2 separate regions of the Bicyclus anynana genome follow, and region 1 is linked to region 2. The links are chromatin contacts, called in public Hi-C maps. All regions are on one chromosome and are shown on one strand. The core of a region is the stretch at or near the end of the contact, and the rest is flanking DNA. Distances in the headings are between cores, read along the strand shown.

Region 1 (2,700 bases), core at 121-2,620, 41 kb before region 2:
TGAAATTAAATAAAGGTCTATTTAAACGCCTAAAATTGAAAAAGCAACACTGCTCGAAATAAAGGGTCGTGTTTTAAAAATGCTGGCGTGTGAAAATATACTTGGGAATGTATTTGTTTGAACGCTTTTTAACGTCCGTTAAAAAAGCTGTCGTGCGAATGTGAACCAAATTAAACAGTAACTAATCCAAAGCCGAAATAGGTAACCTCTTCAATCAATATTGGGTGAGTTGCCAGATCATTTACATCATCTGTACCTTACAGGAAGAATAATGCCGGTTGAATCTATGAAAATTCTCCAAAGAGGAAAACATCCACAGAGGCGAGTACCCCAGAAACGTCTGTATGACCATTGTGTAAACAGTTGTTAAACAAAATATGCGTTCACAAAAGAAAAGCGCGGCGCCGGCACGTTTGTGATGAGTCACGAGGTCGGAATTCCGCTCCGCAAACGTAATGATGGCCGTTTAAAATATGGTAATACAGAATATTTTGAAGAACTCGATTTGTGAAAACCTTGATTTATTTTCATCTTCATCACAGTGCAAAGCAGCACTAAACAATCAATATTACAATATTAATGTTTTCTGAATTAAAACTCATCATCAACGTCAATGCAGGACATTTTGTAGAGACACCCAAACACTAGTCTTGAGCCAGCTGCATTCAACGATTCCCTGCGACTCGCTTGATGCAGGCTTAAGTCAGATATAAATACTAATGTAATAAATGACAAAAAAGAAAAACAATTCCAAAGGAATACTAAATAAAAACTTGTGAGGAAACTGTGAATTATAGAGACATGAGCTGATAATTCTGTGCATTTTAAGAAATTAAATATCACGTGTCTCGAACGGCGAAGGAAAAACATGATGAAGAAACTTACATACCAGAGAATTTACTCGATTCTCTGCGTGCGTGAAGTCTGCCAATCCGCATTGGCGTGGTGGACTATTGGCCTATTCCTTCTCATCCTGAGAGGAGACTCGAGCTCAGCAGTGAGCCAAATATGGGTTGATAATGATGAATGATGAGCTGATTATTAGGAACTCAAGAGACGAATGTTATTATTTTTTGTAGCATAACGGTAGACGGTGAAATATGAGATTTTTTACGGAAAACCCACTTCAGCTACAAATTTTACGCTTTTCGTATCATCAAACACAGAAAATATTTATCGAGATCAAATAACAGATCAAGATACGACTATGGAACTTCAATAGAAATTGAAGAAAAACTTAAAACTCCATAATTCTGTAATTGAATAATTAAAACTCCACATATTTTGAGCTCAGATAAAATGACAACAACTCAAAGGCCACGCCCATGCGGTACACCATTGTTACATGTAACGTATGAGTCACGTTATGTAAAAGCATTAAGAAATCTGGAAAAACAAGACCGACCGAGTGAGTCGTGATCGCAGAAGGCCTTGGCACATAACGGACAAAAAATTCATAGAATACTCATTAGTCGATACTTACTGGCGTACCTATTGGCAGATCTGCGATTAACTTTTCTGTTAAATAAATATTAGAACATTCCGCAATAGATAACAGTTAAGAGTAACTGTATTTCTTACATGAATAAATAATAATAAAAATAGTAAACATCCATCTTCAATTTCAAAGTGGAAAGAGGAAAGAAAGGAGTTTATTATTAAAATCGTTTTAGTCTTCTCTCTTTCTTAGTCGGATTAACCCAATACTCGAATCTACAACCAACAAAAAAACCAACGAGTTTACCCAGTTATTTATTCTACCATCAGCATTACTGTGTTTCGGTTGAAAGTAAAATTACAGACACATATTAAGACTCAACACCTTAACCACTACTGTGCCTTAACCTTACAGGACAACGCATTGTCTATTTCAAGTAGATTTCCATACAAGCTGATTCTACCGAGGAACTAGGAATTGCGCAGTTTCTCTTAAAAAATATATATCTGTTACAATTTTAAAGTCATCTTCTCTTGTGTGCAGAAGAAAACAAAGCACATTGCTTCCATGAAACTGAGTCATGTATGGCGCCTATTGCAAGGTTTCAATGCAAATGTGCATCTAAGAATCCATCGCAGAGTTATAATGAGGCGCAGAAATGCCAATGCGGCTAATATCCGACACGTCCTAGAATACGGAGCGTGCATAATTGTTTCCTGCTGAGTCAGCGAGCGCGCGGATAGTAACGTGTTACGTGAGAGTGTGAATTGTTGATTGTAACTAAACAAGCAGTCATTTGTAAGTAAGTTTCTGCTGCGTTTTTGCTTCATTGGCATCTTATGACGACCTCTGTGGTGCATTTTGTAGTGTGTCCGGGGTTTGATTCCCAACTCGCGTCAGTTTAGTTAAACTTGTACCCCTTCGAAAGTAAGGCTGCTTCTGACAGATTTGTGACAACTATGTGACCTCGTGGCTACTAAACGGAAGGACCTATTCAGACGGGGTTTTTAAAAGAATGTTAATGAGAGTCACCTTAACAGAGCTTTTACATGATCATAACCGGCATACCTGATAAAAAAAAATTAAACGTTAATAATTTTTTCTGCATAGATGACCACCCTTGGCTCCATTTAATGAAAAGTATGCTTTTATGTCAAATCCGAAAGCTATAATTTTGACAAAAGTAATTTTACCACGTATCGATATTATACCCGCTAAAAAACTGCACCACAATCAACAACAACAAATTGAAGTAGCAACGG
Region 2 (2,731 bases), core at 195-2,694:
GCTAGAACAGCGATGTTGCTGAACAGCGGATACAAACATGACTGTAGGCGAGCTTTATCAAAGTCTACTAAAACTAGAAGTTACGTAGGTAATTGAACGCCAAAATGTAGCATCATTTTCCTCAACACTATCATGATAGCGTATTTATTGTGAACTGTGACTCATTTTCAATACAATGTTGCAAGTTTACAACCATGAACGTGCGTTCACCATAGGGGTTTGGAAATGGAATCATTATTATTCTCACGTCGCGGGCGTCACACTTATCTTTTGTTTTTGTAGAATATGGAGTCCTGTTGAAAATGAGTTTTAGGACTTACATTTCAACCTATATCAAAAATTAAAAACTATTAACACGCGATTTTTCAGGAGCCAATTCTTGTCGGCTTTTTTAGTAAACCTTCAGAACGGTGGTAGTAATATACAAACAGACAAACGTAACGTTACAAAGGATTTTATCTGATATCTAAGTTAATGATGTCTATTATAATACGACTAAGAGTTTGTTTAGATCCATTGGACTTGAAGGTTAATTACCTAAATTTATGGTAGTTCTATTTCTCTATGTGGTTAAACTTAAGTAAGCTTTGCATTTATGAATTAGCAATGAACGCCTTTGATTTCTGAGTTTTTTTAATCCTACGAACTTCTCCATAACCTAATCGATCTCTAAAGCCATCGGTTTATCAATTGAGCTATAAGTATGTAACAAACCAATAAACTTACAATCGCATATAAGATTTATGAGTTCGATAAAGTGACTGGCATTGAATAAGATAATAACCATATAATCAGGTTGAAATAACACTTGGCATTGTCCCGTGTTATGGCCAAGTTAAGTGCTTTAAAGATCGCGAGTACGAGAATAGTAAACTCGAGTCTGAACTCTGAACTCTGTGTATGGTCATGAGCTCTAAGAGCTCCCACAGACTTTCAATTGTAACTAAGACCGACTATCGAACGACTAAATTGGAGTCTTTTACAATTTGGTCAGAACAACCTTTTAATTGTGCAATTAAATCAAATATGATTCTGATACGATCGGCGTCTGCCTAATTAGTTTATAGTTGTACGATTTAGTTGGAGAAAATATACGGGCTAGTATATGTCAACACGTAGTTATCTTGTGTACTCAACGGCGGAAACCCAAAACACAAAAGCCGACCACCAGCCAAAAGTGGCACTACGCATCGTAGCACCCACATCTGTTACCAAGAATGCACGAGTAAGAAGAAGAATACTCAACGATTTCGTTGGCCAACAAACAATTGCCTATCTGCGGGAGCTCTTAGAATTTAATTTGAAGCGTTTGGTCAAAACGTACTCGACTCTTGAGATGAATGTCAAGGTGAGGCGTTCCGTCGGCCGAATCGGCCGCGCCGGTCGTCGACCCGGCGGCGCGGGCGCGGGGTGCGGGGCGCGGGGGGCTGCCCACGCGAATATATGCGCCGCGTTTAACCTCCACAGGCGCTCTGCCGCCCTGGTACCTCGACGTATACTTTGTTTAGTCCTTACTTGTCACATACGCGAAATTACTTGTATAAAACTAAGAAACTCAAATTCTACAGAACAGAAGCAGGTTTTACTTTGCGGAAGTTCATTATGAACAATAAATACATTACACCACAAAACCGGAGCATCCTTTATGAGATTTGACTATAATGTTTAATTGTAATTTGACTATAATGTTTAATCGCTTTCGATATTTGTCGGTTGCGTTTGGATTTGTCGTTTTTTAGTCAAAGATAGCAAAATATCAATAATTATTTTTAACCGACTTCAAAAAAAGGAGGAGGTTTCTCAATTCGACCGTAAATAACATTTACCCCTATAAGTAACTCGATGATGCATATAGAAAGTTAAATCAGCTTTCTAACTGAAATTAGCAACAAAACAAATTGAGCCACGTAAACCAGATCAAACCCTGACATTAGCAACTATATTACGATACCCACGCGAACTAGATTTGTCCCTGAAATTAGCAACACAATGATGACCGCGTAAATTAGATTTGTCCCTGAAAAGTTGAATGAGCCGAGTGTTTACGCAACGTCGTTTGTGGAGGTTAAAATTACGCGGCCGCCCGACACGGCGACTCCGACTCGTAAATCACGTTATAATATGTAATAAATAGTGTAACAATGTTATGTATAACTGAATTATGCCATCAGTTTCGTCTGCGGCAACTGTGGCTCATCCCTGACCTACCTGATCATCATCATCATATCATCCGATAGACGTTCACTGCAGAACATCACTATCCTGAGCCGCTTGCGAGCAAATACCTGCTCGCTCGTTAAATCTCTACTCCCTTATTGTCGGCAGTCCATCTGATGAGGGGTCGACCGACACCGCGCTTTTCAGTGCCGGGTCGCCATTCCAGCACCTTGGAAATTCAGACACAAAACTTAGGACTTGCCCCGCCCATTGGCACTTCAGCTTCGCGACTAGTTGAGCTATGTCGGTGATTTTGGTTCTTCTGCGGATTATCTAATTTCTAATTCGATCAAGCAGAGAAACTCCGAGCAAAGCTCGTTCCATCGCCCCCTGTGTGACTCTGAGCCTTCTTATGAGGTCCACAGTTAGCGACCAAGTCTCTTAACCATAGGTCAGAACTGACAACAGGCACTGTTCGAAGACTATCGTCTACAGGCACTCAGGAATTTTGGACGAGAATATATTGAGAACTTTCCAATATTTTTAATGATAATATTCTTATTGCAAAGTTTCC

The links. A called contact is a pair of places that touch in the nucleus more often than the background predicts.
Region 1: a Hi-C map of whole larva shows a contact between it and region 2, with 2.7 times the contacts expected there. The contact joins two enhancer-like sites. A contact is called at or near these places in 2 of 2 Hi-C or Micro-C datasets (whole body and whole larva).

Annotation. Positions count from the first base shown.
Region 1 is chr11:1,012,736-1,015,435 of ilBicAnyn1.1, reverse strand. All of the region lies in intron 1 of LOC112046562 (myosin heavy chain, non-muscle), which reads right to left. Among protein-coding and RNA genes, the nearest start is that of LOC112046565, 44 kb to the left of the region's middle. Within about 2 kb of position 1,370, at least 5 of the 8 cell types and tissues checked have open chromatin away from gene starts, as enhancers often do.
Region 2 is chr11:971,839-974,569 of ilBicAnyn1.1, reverse strand. All of the region lies in intron 1 of LOC112046562 (myosin heavy chain, non-muscle), which reads right to left. Among protein-coding and RNA genes, the nearest start is that of LOC112046562, 14 kb to the right of the region's middle. Within about 2 kb of position 1,444, at least 8 of the 8 cell types and tissues checked have open chromatin away from gene starts, as enhancers often do.